2 separate regions of the Mus musculus genome follow, and region 2 is linked to region 1. Evidence: chromatin contacts called from public Hi-C data. All regions are on one chromosome and are shown on one strand. The core of a region is the stretch at or near the end of the contact, and the rest is flanking DNA. Distances in the headings are between cores, read along the strand shown. Region 1 has its middle 37 kb from the start of Acsl1. Region 2 overlaps Acsl1 (acyl-CoA synthetase long-chain family member 1).

The links. A called contact is a pair of places that touch in the nucleus more often than the background predicts.
Region 2: a Hi-C map of B cells shows a contact between it and region 1, with 1.5 times the contacts expected there. The contact joins two enhancer-like sites. A contact is called at or near these places in 1 of 15 datasets of contacts at CTCF or cohesin (the NIH/3T3 cell line), 2 of 484 Hi-C or Micro-C datasets (B cells and embryonic stem cells) and 1 of 9 other capture datasets (adipose tissue).

What each region holds. Positions count from the first base shown.
Region 1 is chr8:46,430,331-46,437,586 of GRCm38.p6, reverse strand. No RefSeq gene overlaps it. Among named protein-coding and RNA genes, the nearest start is that of Acsl1, 37 kb to the left of the region's middle. Within about 2 kb of position 3,661, at least 13 of the 459 cell types and tissues checked have an H3K27ac peak or open chromatin away from gene starts, as enhancers often do. A contact at or near this core is called in B cells, where this site is marked.
Region 2 is chr8:46,505,124-46,512,379 of GRCm38.p6, reverse strand. Acsl1 (acyl-CoA synthetase long-chain family member 1) reads right to left here. Exons shown (of 21, transcript NM_007981.4): 3 at 6,614-6,731; 4 at 3,983-4,047; 5 at 919-1,020. Among named protein-coding and RNA genes, the nearest start is that of Gm31050, 38 kb to the right of the region's middle. Within about 2 kb of position 3,664, at least 80 of the 459 cell types and tissues checked have an H3K27ac peak or open chromatin away from gene starts, as enhancers often do. A contact at or near this core is called in B cells, where this site is marked.

The DNA.
Region 1 (7,256 bases), core at 2,412-4,911:
CTTCCCAATGATGGCTGACTAGACCATCTTCTGCTACATATGCAGCTAGAGACACAAGCTCTGGGGGGTACTCGTTAGTTCCTATTGTTGTTCCACCTATATGGTTGCAGACCCCTTTAGCTCCTTGGGTATTTTCTCTAGCTCCTCCATTGGGGGCCCTGTGTTCCATCCAATAGATGACTGTGAGCATCCATTTCTGTATTTGCCAGGCCCTGGCATAGCCTCACAAGAGATAGCTATATCAGGGTCCTTTCAGCATAATCTGGTGGCATATGCAAGAGTCTGTGTTTGGTGGCCGATTGTGGGGTGGACCCCTGGTTGGGGCAGTCTCTGGATGGTCCATCTTTTTGTCTCAACTCCAAACTTTGTCTCTGTAACTCCTTCCACTATTTTGTTCCCTGTTCTAGGGGAGGAATGAAGTCTTCCTTCTGCTTAATTTTCTTGTGTTTTGCAAATTGATCTTGGGTATTATAGGTTTCCAGGCTAATATCCACTTATTAGTGAGTGCATATCAAGTGAATTCTTTTGAGATTGGGTTACCTCAATCAGGATGATATCTTTCAGATATATCCATTTGCCTAAGAATTTCAGAAATTCCTTGTTTTTAATAACTGAGTAGTACTCCATTGTGTAAATGTTCCACATTTTCTGTATCCATTCCTCTGTTGAGAGACATCTGGGTTCTTTCCAGCTTCTGGCTATTATAAATAAGGCTTCTATGAACATAGTGGAGCATGTGTCCTTCTTACCAGTTGGAACATCTTCTGGGTATATGCCCAGGAGAGATATTGCTGGATCTTCCAGTAATACTATGTCCAATTTTCTGAGGAACCGCCAGACTGATTTCCAGAGTGGTTGTACAAGCTTGCAATCCCACCAGCAATGGAGGAGTGTTTCTCTTTCTCCACATCCTCGACAGCATCTGCTGTCACCTGAATTTTTGATCCTAGCCATTCTGATTGGTGTGAGGTAGAATCTCAGGGTTGTTTTGATTTGCATTTCCCTGATGATTAAGGATGTTGAACATTTTTCAAGTGCTTCTCAGCCCTTCAGTATTCCTCAGTTGAGAATTCTTTGTTTAGCTCTGTACCCCATTTTAATAGGGTTCATAGGTTACTTTTTTGTATAATGTTTCTCCTTCTCTTCCTCTCCATCCTCCTTTTCCTTCCCCTTCTAAGCTAATTCTAAGAAGAAGAAAGAGAGATGGCTAGCTAGCATAGTTTATGCCTCTCTTTCCATGACTGGGGCAGTGTGACATCTCTCCGTACTCTTAGCCCTGTTCCAGGTTTATAGGTCGGAGTCTTGTACTTGGATGTTCTGAAGTCCCTTTGGGATGCTAAGATTTACCCTAGAGAGTTTGTGAGCTCCCTGATGGACAAGCAAGATTTTGTTAGTTTGTGCCTACATGCTTTTCTATAGAAAGATGATCCTACAGGTTTTTAAAATGAGCCATTGTTCATGGTCTGAGATGATCTTAGCCAGTGGGAAGAGACTCGGAATGTTAAGCTATAATTTCAAGACTTAACAGCAAGTCACCTCCCAATTCTATTTTGATCTGGATTAGGTCTTTAACTCAGTTCTTATAAGAAACCTCTATCCCATTCTTAAGATAAACTTCCCATCCGGATCCTATAAAATGCCAAGTCAATGGACTGTGTACTGTATAACTCACACAATTCTATTTATATGAAGTTCTATGAAAACAGGCAAAACTGGACTATGTTGTTAGAGGCAAGGTTATTGCAGGGAATATAGATCAAATAAATAAAGTGTTGGATCTATGGGAATAGTCAGAGTGAATATGGAGTCATTTGTGTCTATGCCTAACAAGAAATAATGAATAAGGATGGTGAGTTCATGCAGATATGCCTGATATCCAAAACTATCCTAAAAGGCTTTGTCAGAAATATAATGTCACACAATGATCACTGAGGTGCAATCCAGATGATACTTCTTTAAACACCTGTTTAGCAGCTGCCTATTCAACCTTGGTCTGACACACCCCTTATTAATTGATTCTTCCCTCAAAGAAGGTTCAAAACAACTTATGTAATCTTTGTCATTTTGCCTTTAAGAAGTTGTCTCAGCCTCTTAGGCATACATACAATGTATTACGTCATATGCATTCTTATTACAATGCTATCCTCAAATATACTTAACTTCTAAAGACTCTCTGCTATACACTCTGACAGCTGTATGTATAAGAGATGCCTACCCTTCAGGGTTTCTGTGGGGTTTAGAGATGAGGAAAATCTCTTAACACTAAACTCAACCCCATTTTTGGCAGTGTCCAATGAGGGCAGAGCAAAGCCGGTGTGTTGATCTCTGTGCAGCTATGAGTGGCTGTATGATACAGTTCTAAACAATGAAATGTCTGCTGAGGATACTTATAAAGCAAACAGCCATGACCTGTGCCACTCTCTTGTGCCTTGAGTCTTTAAACTCACCCACATGACAACAGCCACCTCATGACCTAGACTAAGCATGAGGGAATCGCTAAGAAAATTCTTGAGACACTGTTGAGCTACTGAACGAAGGCTAGCATGCCCCTGTCGCTCTGCTCCTTGCTACTGTCAGATAAAGCCATGTAAATCACTTTTCTGATCAGAACACATTTTTTTTAACTGAAACTCGTTAACTTCTCATTATTATTATTATTATTATTGTAATTTTTACTACTACTACTATTATCAAACACAGCACAAGTTTTTGACAGTTTTACGTGGCCATTTCTATTTCCAACTGGCCAGTGATGAACTAAACATTAGGATCCACATGAGGACCAAGCTGTAAAGAATTCATGTAAATCTAAATCCAAGACTCATCCTGTTAAGTGTGATGGTATTTTCTTTCCTCTAGCATTTTTCAGACATTTACAGCTCTAGTTAGTATCTTCTGCTCAATCAATATCTGCCTTTAAAAACTCATGAGGATCGCTTCTTGGCCTTTTGGCGAATATCAAGTGTAAAAAGTCATGAGGTTAAATACACAGGCACACACCTTTAATCCCCACACTTAAGAAGCCGAGAGAGGCAGGGGGGATCTCAGAGAGTTTGAGGCCAGCTTAGTCTATGTAGTGAGCTTCAGGCCAGCCAGAGCTTCACAGTGAGTTCCTGTCTTCCCCACTCCACCCCCAAGAGTCATGAACCAGCTCCTCTTTGAAAAATTTAAGAACCAAAACTTCCATATAGCAGAGGTTTCCTGTATGTTCCTCCCCTTAACACCCGCCCATCCTGCCTCTCAGGAAGTCACTAGTATGTTTGAGGTGATACCTAAGGTCACATTCCTTTTAGGGAGCTTGGGACCATTTTGGTGGAAAGAAAGAAAGTGTCCACATATGGAAAATGGTCACCAAGTGTGTGTCATGCTCTGGTGAAGGGCTGGCTGAATGCACATCCCATGAGTTGAAGGCTTGGTTTCCATCTGGCGTGACTGTTGAAGGTTAATTACATCATAATACTCTCACTTCATCAATAGGTTAACCCAGTGATCAATTCATAACTGAATGGACTGTAAAGAGGTAAGGCATACTTGGGGGAAATAGGAGACCCTTTGAAAGGAGCCTTTTCTTTCCTGGATCCTTTCTCTCTCTTTCCTTCCTTTTGTCTCTGTCTCTAACCTGGCCACCATGAGATGAGCAAATCTGCTCAGCCATGGCCTCATAACTTCCTGCTTCAGCCCAGCTCAGAAACGGTGCAGCCAGCTGGCCATGAAGTGAAATCTCAGAGGCCCTGAGCCAAAATAAATTTCTCCTCTGATACAGTTTCTCTTGGATATTGTGATAATGAATCTTCACTGTCAACTTGATAGGATCTGGAACCACTGATGAGTTATGCCATTTGCCATGTCTGGCATTTCCAGAATGGATTAACTGGAGGAGGAGGGGGAGGCATACAGACTCACCCTTAGAATGAATGGCACTATTCCACAGGTGGCCCAGATTTAAAGGCACCTGCTGCCTCCTCCTCCTCCTTTCCCTCTTCTTCTTCTTCATCTTCCTTCTTCTCCTCCTCTCCCTCTTCCTTTTCTTTCTCCTCCTTCTTCTTTATGGAGCAATTTAATTAATTCAGTAATTAATTAAGTAATTACTTAACATACCAATTGGAGTTTTCCCTCCCTCCTCCCCAGATGTCTATTTTATTTCCCCTTCTTAATGAAATTCAAGTATCCTCCCTTGGGCCCTACCTGTTATCTAGCTGTAATTTATGGCTAATGTCCACTTATAAGTGAGTACATACCATGTTTGTCTTTCAGGGTCAGGGTTACCTCACTCAGGATGATATTTTCTAGTTCCATCCATTTACCTGAAGGTTTCACAATGCCCATCCTTATCAGACTCCAGCTTCTTCAGCCTCCCAACATAGAATGAATACCAGAGTCTCTTCCAGAAAACGTCCAGGTCTTCATTGTTGGGTTGAGATTTCTGAAGTACCCAGGCAGCCATCATTGGACTACCCAGCCTTTCTTGGGTAAGCTAATCTAATACATGTTCCTTTTATGATGTTTGTTCTATCAGTTTTGTTCCTCTAGAGAGTCCAGCTGAATACAAATATTTTTGTCAGAGTGACAAAAAGTCATTGTGTAACTTTATTTCCAACAACAAAGGGAGAACCTCTTGTCATTTATTTCCACCTGGCTCCTCCCACTTTGGGCTCCATAATGCCACTTAGTGGCCTAGAGAAGTCTTTCCTGGGTCCTCAGTCTTCTCCCAGCCTTACACCCTGAGCACAGCAGCCCTGTCTCCTGTGAGCATCCCTTATCTGTTCTGGATCATGTGATCTGCATTTGCCCCTTGCTCACTCTTTTCTCAATAGCTTGTTTTTCACATCGTGTTCTCCAGCCATGCGCACCCCTACGTGACAGTCCTAACCCTTGCCTTATCTCTTGACACAAGACTCTAGTTCAACTCTATCAGTTAGTTTTGACCTCAGTTTGAGTCCTCTTTTCCACTCACTCTGGACATTTTTGCCAAGGCTTCTAGTATGTACTTCTTTATTATAGTTATCGATCAAAACCCAAAATATCCAAACTCACTCCATCATATCCCCCAAACTAGCTTTCTTCCTCATTCTCGATTTCTGTTATGTTGTTATTCTCAAATTCCCCTAAATGTGTAATCTCTGGACTTTCCCTATTTTGGCTCTTTAATCAGTCACCATGTCTTGTAGTTTCTTTTTTACCCATCTACAGATCTATCCTGACTTCTCTCTCCTTAGTCTGAGAGTCCCAAGACATCTCATTAACTCTCTTTAAGAAATAGATTTTCTTCAGGCTGGCACTGTCACAGCAGTATCTCACACACTTAAGTAAAAGGCTTAAAGACTTTATCTCATTTAAACCTTTCAGCCTTGCAAGTTGGTGCCACCGCTAAGCACGTATTACCAAGAAGAAAACCAAATCTCAGCAAGTTTAAGTATAGTTTCTAGACTCACACAGAAACCATGAAGTAAGGCCACAAGGATAGATCTTGTCCAACTGCCAAGTCTGTCATGCTACTTATGACAAACTATAATAGTCTGGGTCAACATCCTCCAGGCTTACATGTCTATTATCCAGCACCTCGACTTTCCAGAGTGGTACCTTCTCAACTGCCCCACAACATTCTGTGAATTAGAGAAGCATCCGCTTTGGGGATCCCTTGCCTGGCATAGTCAGGCTTAGAAAGCATGTGTGACCAACAGGAGCCACTGGGATTCCTCTAACACCCTGACTTCTGTGCTCTGTTCATGGTATTTCCCACATAGGATATGTTTGAATTCCTTAATTCTCCAGTATAACTGCTCTTAAGTGCACCCCCGTTTATCAAAACCCTTTCCACATTACAACACATATTCGGTCACTCCCCTCTGCAATTCTGAGTCAATTTTTACAAACAATAGACAAGCCATATTACATATTATCCTGTTTTTACCGGTTCCCGGTAGACAGGTCTCCTGAGTTACTGACAAGCTCACTTACGTTTCCCCTGTTATTATCTTTCTGTTTTTAACCTCACAGCTCCTCACAAAGAGTCCAAGAGTGATCCACTTAGTCGTTGATGGGAACATTTAAATATTAGGCCAAGTTAGAGAGACAGAGAAAAGGAGCAAATTGAAAATTACTTTGTTTTATTTCAGCTGACAAATGATGTGCATGTGCTAAAAGTACCTAGGGATAGAACCGAGTCATGAGGGGAGACCAGGAAAAGAGACCGTATCAGTTTCTTATGGGAAAGGAGAAACAGACCTCTGTATTACTGAGATAATATCTCACAATTCTTTCTCTTAAGGAAGGGACAGCTCCAGGAGGTAAAGGCTGGCTAGAAACATTCCGGGACCATCAGTGTAAGAGACAACTCACAGTAAGTAAATACAAATTGATACAGAGGTACTGTGGGCTGGTGGAAATGAAGCCGTGAATCTGTATTCTCAAATCAGAGGACCTGAGTCTGGTTCCCAGGACCCATAGAACCTTCCATACCTTTGAGCACCAGGCATGCATGTGGTGCACAGATACAGAGCAGGCAAAAACCTCTCATACACATGAAGGAAAGGAAATCTAAAACAAACAAACAAACAAACAAATCCACACAAAAGAAAATAAGGAACACGTTGAAATAGAGGAGACACAGGTTACAAGAAAAAAAGGCGCGCTTGTGGGTGCTCTAAGCAGAGGAAGGGGAGTCTTGAGTTCAGGAGGCCAGTGAATTGGGTTACATAAAGCACTGCTAAACTGCAAATAAAGAAAATCAGATAACCATGTTGTTTAGAAAGAAACCTGATTGGTAAGAAATTAGAAAGAACTGAAAGCTAGGTAGAAATGTTTTGTTTGGGTTTCTTAGACTGAATCATACAAGAGAGCTCATTTTTAGAAATATATTCCTGTAACGCAGAGAGAGACAGAGACAGAGAGAGACACAGAGAGAGATAGAGACAGAGACAGAGACGAGACAGAGGGAGGGGAGGGGGAAGGGGAGGGGAGGGGGAGGGGGAAGGGGAGGGGGAAGGGGAGGGGACGGGGAGGGGGAAGGGGAGGGGGAGGGGGAGGGGGAAGGGGAGGGGGAGGGGGAAGGGGAGGGGGAGAGGGATCTGTTGACCATGGACAAGGAGCAAAAATAACTTGAAAGGGAGACAGTATTGTTGCCTTTCTTACCCAGCTGAGAAGATATCAGTTGTATTATGTCACCTGTAAAGGAAGATTACCAAATAAGAGCTGAGTGGGTCATCTCTAACACATTAGCTATAACCAAGTCACACAGCAAGGCTTGGTTAAAGTCT
Region 2 (7,256 bases), core at 2,415-4,914, 75 kb before region 1:
CTTATAAAACCAGACACAACACAGGGACAGGAAAACCAAGACACTTTTCTGGACATAAGCAGCAATAAAAAAAAAATGATGCTTGAATTTTTCCAAGATAGTTATTGCTGATATAACTTGTTAGCAGTACTTTAAAAGTAACACCCCATTTTAAGTCTTTTTTTTCTAAAATTATTTTTAAGTGTGTGTGTGTGTGTGTGTGTGTGTGTGTGTGTGTGTGTGTGTGTAGGTACCCATAAGACCAGAGGAGTTGGAGCTTTGAGTACTTGTGAGCCACCTGATGTAGGTTCTGGGACGGAAACTCTGGTCTCTGGAGGAGCAGTGTGTGTCTGCTCTGAACTACTGAGCCTTCTCTCTAGCCCCTCAAGTCTCTTTTCTTAAGTACTACGTGTGAGCCTCCATATCCAATCAACAGCTGTAAATCTATAAGGAGAGCAGCTCATAGCGCATATTTCACAGTATCTTAGGTTTGGAAATTTGATCGAAAGGAAGGAAGGCTCAGACCTCTCAGGAGGAAGAGTTTGCTACTAACAAAAATGTATCCGAGCTTCTCTGCTGTAATTTATTATTAACAATTTACTAACCCTGTTTATCCAGTCTCAGAGGTAGCCCTTGAAGGTAAGAAACTTCTGATTTGACACTTTTTTTCTAAGAATTTTGTTTCATGACCTGAATTAAGAAAACTCAAAACAAACAAAACAAAAAATTAAGGGGAGATGATTTTTTTTTTCTCTTGAAAGTTGAAGAGAAATTCTCAGTTCTCATTTTCATACCTGGAACTTTCTAAGACAAACCGCAAAGCCTTATACTCAGCCTAAACCAGAGAACAAAGCCTAGTCCCCAGCAGCTGCAGGGGGAACCACGAAGGGCCCTGGAGACCCAGCACAGTGAGCGGCTCTGCCGGCTCCTGGTTAATACCTCGGGTCTGTTTTGAGAGAAGAGGCCGATGAACTGCTCGGAGCAAGGCTTGAACCCCTTCTGGATCAGCCCGGAGCCTATGCACTCAGCCAGTTCTGCCACCTGCAACAAAGGGAGGCAGAGGCGCCAGTTAGGAAAAAGCAACAATTCTTATTGTAAGAACCTTAAAAGCTCACTGGGTGACAATCTCACTGGGTGACAATCTCACTGGGTGACAATCTCACTGGGTGACAATCTCACTGGGTGACAATCTGGCGTCCTTTCCGCTGCCAGCAACAGAGCTATACAGAGAAGGAGACCTGCGCCTCCTTAAACAACTGCTTGCACAGCATAAGGTTTTACTCACCACAGCTCAGGCTTTGTTTAGGACCTGGCTCTAGGATTCCTTCTATAAAGCAAATTATTCCGGGTTTGCAGGTCACAGACATGGATACAGGGCTTCCTACATATGTGTTTCTATTTTAGTGTTACCAAGTGACAGAGGTCCTGTGTTCTTTGGGGTGGAGATTATTACCTGTTTGTAGTGCCTTGGAAGAATCAGGGTTTTATGCACCCTAGACAAGCATTCTAACACAGACCTTGTCCCCACTTCTTGACTTCTTCAACTGGTGCAGACCAACTGCAAACTCACCATCCTACCACTCCAGCTGCTTGGGATGACAGCTATCACCAGGCCTGGCTAGATCGTTCTTTTATCATTTATAAAAGACTAGAAAAGTGACCAAACACCTCAAAACCTGTCATTTGTATAAATATAGAAACAGCTTTTTAAAAAAACAAAACAAGACTAAGGTGGTTTTTTTTTTTTCTATTTGTTTGCTTCTTTGTGAGATACGGTTTCTCTGTGTAGCACTGGCTGTCCTGGAACTCTCTCTGTAGGCCAGGCTGGCCTCGAACACAGAGATCTACCTGCCTTCCTCCCAAGTGCTAGGATTAAAGATGTGTGTCACCAAGCCCAGCTAAGACTAAGTTTTTATTATTGGACTCTACAATTCCATTTTTGAGAATTTCTTTTTGGTAAATAATACAATATTTGGAGGAGATTTTTAGAGGTCTTATGCGCAAATATAAAAATTTCAAAAAAAAAATGACAAGAATACCCAAAAAGGACAGCTAGGTAGCTGGCAAATACTACAACTATGAGAACTGCACCAAGCTTAGGGTAATGATGGCAATCAGTAATGTGTAGATGAAAACCAACATTATGATACCCAAGGAAAAATAAGTCACAAAACTTAGGAATATATATCCGTAGCTACCCTCTTGTCCCTCCTCTTCATTAATTGCTTTGGAATGTAAAACTTAAACCCTGGAGTTCATTCCTCGCAACAGCACTTCTAACACATATCCACACCACCAGGAAACCAGGAAACCAGGAAACCAGGAAACCGCCTCTCCTTCCCAGCAATGCCATTGGTTTCGGTACAAGCTGCCATCCCAGCCCTACCTAAGGGAAGCAGTACTGTCACAGGCCAGGTGACCACAGAGTGGCAAAGCACCTTCTAGTCCTGACTAATGCACAGGTCTGGAAATTGAGACGTGTCTGAAACTGTTTGCTGGGCTTGCTGGAGCAATGCACATACACTTATGTTTCTAGAAAGGTGGTCCATTTTGCTCTTTAAGAAAAATGGCAAAGAGACTCTGACTTTCCTAAAAGTCAGTCTGGTTAGGTGAATAAAAAAGTAAATCAAGATAAAGATCTCCACAAAGCCAAAGCTGGCTTCAGTTAAAACCAGCTCTGTGCCCTCTGCCAAGCCTCCAAGGAGCCTCGGGCTGAGCTGTGCCAATCACTGGGCACCACCTTCAGAAAACCTCAGGGGTTCTCAATGTGCCTGGAGCACCAATCCACAACAGATACTTTCTTGTTTCTGGCCAACGAATCTATTAAAAATAATGCAGAGAGCTCTAGGGGAGGCTGTGGGGTCCTGTCACATACTGCCCTGTGCCCAACACAGCCTTGCTATAGAGTCTCCAGAAGCCACGGCCTTGGTGTTTGGAGGTGGTCTCGTTCTGTAGGCCAGATCTGGACTCTGCTTCAATATGTTTCTAATCAGCCAGGGACTCCGGAGGATCGTCTCGGCCCAGTTTCCCCAGTGCTGGGAGCACAGGTGTGAGCTAGCACTGACTGATGGAAAAAAACAGATAGAAACTGGTTTGGGCTTTGGTAAAGCCAAACAGGAAGGGAAATCCCTCTCTGGTCACGTGAGCTCCTGGCTCCTTCCACAGGCGAGGGATTACAAGCCCATCTCCCTTGTCTCTCTTGAGAGACAGACTACTACTACCCAAGCAAAGCACTGGGCACTCTGGTGTACTCTGAGGCAGGAAAAGGAAAACTACAGGGCCTCAGGCCAAGGAGCTAGGACAGGAGCTACTCCCAGGATGGGTTTGTGGCTCCAAAGGACATCTCCCGCCACATCCCACAGACAAGCCAGCTACTGAGAACACAGAGGGAGAAAGTCAGTTTGTGTTCATGGGTGTCACGGGATTACCTGGCCCCAGAACAAGCGTTCAGGGGAGGCTGGGGATAGAAAACCATTTCCTGGACAGCTGCGTAGGAAAAGGAAGGCAGCTAAGCTGCACTTGCAGCTGCGCCTGCCCATCCTGAGGTCAGGACGGAAAAGCAACGCCAGCTTTGATTCTCTGTGATCATAATGAAGAGAAAAGGGGACACCTTCCTGCTCTGAGATCCACTACTCACAAACTGTGACTTCAAGTCACAGCCACCGATGAGGAAGTGGCAAAGGGAGTGCCAAGTGCCAGCCCAGCCAGCAATCATTCACTAGTGTGCTGCTCCAATCTACAGAGGCAGTCTTGTGGTCTGAGTCTGAAATGGCTCCTGAGGGCTCATGTGTTTAAACCCTCAGCCCCTAGCCACTGGCAGAGCCTCGGGAAAAGGTAGAGATAGAGTCACAGGGCTTAGACTGGTCCTGCTTCGGACCCAGTGTGGCTTTCAGGACTACACACCCAGAAACCCGAGTCCAAACCAACCTCCCGTCCAGTTAGTAGCTTGCACTGAGATTTTGGTCACAGACAAGAGGAGAGCCATCGGAGTCAGGGGACTCACCTCTTTGTAGGAAATCCACTCATAGGGCTGGTTTGGCTTCCGAGAACCTAAACAAGGACCATTATCTACAAAGAAAGAAAAGACAGAGATGAGGCAAAAGATGGCCTTGACCTTTATCCTACTCCTGTATCACTTACTCCTTCCTCTCCTCATTCCTCAAGGTATCAGGAAGATTCTACTCTTCAGACTAGAAATGTTGAGTTCAGATTAAAAATGGTTCATTCCCCTGGAGTTTGAAGTGGGTTTTATGTTTGTTTGTTTATTTGTTGTTTCTTTTTCTTTCTTCTCTTTTAAAAAAATTTATTTGTTTATCTTATGAATATGAGTACACTGTAGCTGCCTTTAGACACATCAGAGGAGGGCACTGGATCCCATGTTTGTGAGCCACCATGTGGTTGCTGGGAATTGAACTCAGGACCTCTGAGCCACTCTTCAGCCCCCTTGTTCTGTTTCTTAAACAGAAGGAGGTGTGATGAATACAGGAGAAAGGCAAATATTAATGACTGGATTTTTTGTCGGTGGTTTTGGTTTGAGACCAGGCCTCTCTGTTATGTGGCTCTTGCTGGCCTAGAACTCACAGAGACCTACCTGCCTCTGCCTCAAGTGCTTGGGACTAAATGTGTGCGCCACCACACCCAGCTAACAGGATTTTTAAGAATGTTTAACGTGTGACTTTTTCTTTTATGCCAGTGGCTGACTGCAGAGATACTACTGTGGGTTTTTAGAGGAGGCAGCCAGCAGGATTTCTAAGGAACCTTCAAGCAATCACCTACAGGTCATGTGTTGGGGGAAGTGGGGGACATAGGTGCCACTGGACAGGCTTTTCAGAAGTGATGGAGTTGAGTAATGTAAGCAAGAGTTTCAGTAATTTTTAAAAACTGTTCCCAGGTACCACTAATGTACAGCGAGGTGCATCTTAAAAATACTAGGTTTAAGGGGGCTAGAGAGCTAGCTCAATGGTTAAAAACACTGGCTGCTCTTCCAGAAGACCTGGGTTCAGTTCCCAGCACCCACATGGTGACTCATATGTATCTCCAGTTCAAGTGAGTCTGATATCCTCCCTCTTCTGGCTTCTGTGGGTACTTTGTGTAAATGATACACAGGCAAAATGTGCTCATAAGATTAATTTAAAAATTTTAAAATTAGATTTAAAGAGCTGTTGGCTAACTTCTGCTACTGAGCAAACTTCTGACCGTCCATTCAAAATGCTGGGCTCTGCTCACCTATACTATTCCAATCCTGAGATAGATAGCCTACGAACAAAGTTTAAAGAATAAAGTTTAGGATTAAATGCTTCTTGAAGGAAAAAAAAAAAAACAAAAAACACTGACTTAGAAACGGCTGCCTTTAATCAATGCGTGTCAAGAAAGCGTAAGCTTCCCTCTGTGATCTATTGAGGACCACTCATTTTCCCATCAGACAGACATGTGACAACAGAGCAGGAGGTTGTCTGTCACAAGTACAGTGTAAGCCTGGATAAGCCCATTCTCTGCTTCCGGAGGAGAGGCTGAGGAGACATTCCCACACATGCCTTCATGTGGCTTGCTGCTGGCTGACTTGTTCTCCTCAGGAAGACTTACGGTCACAGATAAACAGACCTTGATCGCAACTTCAGAAAGTTCATGTATGAGCTGACAGACAAGGAAGTTGCTTCTCTTTACAGTCGGCGAATGAGTCTTTTATAGGAATATTTGTCTGAACACAATGGGCTCAATAATCAGACTGTACTACTGCCAGGCACTGAATGGCAGGTACTTCGAGTGCACACACACCACTTGCAGTGTATTATGGGGCAGAGCGCAAGCAATCTTCCTGACTGTAAGATTACAATTGTACTACCATGGATTTTCAGATCTATTTCTAAGATGGGCAATGGTGGTGCACGCCTTTAATCCCAGCATTTGGAAGGCAGAGGCAGGTGGATCTCTGAGTTTCAGGTCAGCCTGGTCTACTAGGAATGAGTTCCGGGACAATATATTGAGTACACAGTGTGGACAGGTCCTATGTCAGTGCTGCAGAGAGGGCAAAGACAGACCATGCCAGGCCAACAGCTCTGCGTGTGAAGGGGTTGTTGCAGAAGCAGAGGTTCGATGCTGAGAGGAAAAGGGGACGATGCCCCACTGGAGACAGGAGTGGAATGACAGACTAGAAAGTAAAGACATGAAACCAACAGGGTTAAAAGACCACTGAGTGGGGGGTGGCCAGGGCAGAATTATGATGCGGGGGAGTGTATGAAGATGTATAGGGGGACCGGCTTGAGGGCTGATTCAAGGTGTATGTGTGTGTGTGTGTGTGGGGGGGGGTGTCTGGAGAGAGGCCCAGTAAGTAACGGATGGTTCAGAGCCAATTAATCATTTTACTTTCAACTACAGGAAACACAAAGGCCAGCATACGTGACTCTCCAGTAAATAAAGGATGTATTGCCCCTATATCACTTTTGGCGACACAGAACATCTGGAACGTCCTATAAACTTTGAGATTGTTTCCGGACACATTACGGGAGATGGAACACCAACAGCACTGGGTATGTGAAACACTGGCAGAGGTGCCTTTCTGAAAGGAAGGCTGCTCGTCCCATGAGAAGCAGCCGTGAAGTGTCTGTCAGTGACAGCAATGCAGCTATGCGCTTACTTGACACCTGAATCCCCCTCTGGAAGCCATCGTACATGGTTCTGACATCGTCGTAGTAGTACACCAAGAGCTTGTCATCTTCAAGGACTGCTGATCTTCGAATACCATCAGTGGTACCCTGTTGGGAAGAAGGAGGACAGGGGCGAGCAGGATGTTAACAAGAAGCCCACAACATGATGCTTTTAGAGAGGTGCATTTTGTGGCCAAATGATGCTAACTGACATGCCAGTATTTCCCTAGGCTTGTCACATTTTTGTCACACACATACCTAAAATCTTCCATCCTAGCAATTCTCAGGTAAATAACAAGTACACCGTAATGAATGATGGTTGTGATATTGTAACACTGATTCCCTGTGCCTATTTTACTCACCGTAACACCATCAATACCTGCTGCCATCTCTATTTGTCAGTTAGGTGTAAAATAAATACAGACTGCTGTGCAGTGACTAGCAGCTGAATGAAGGAGTGCTGATGTGCTAATAATGTAAATAATGTAAGCCAGCCGCGGTGGCTCAGGAGAAGCGAGGCTAAGACAACATGGCCGTGAACAGAGTCTTACGGAAAGAAAACTGAGAGGAAAGAAAAGAAGGAGGAGGGGAGAGGACAGGGAGAGGAGAGAGAGGAAGAGGAAGAAGATGAGG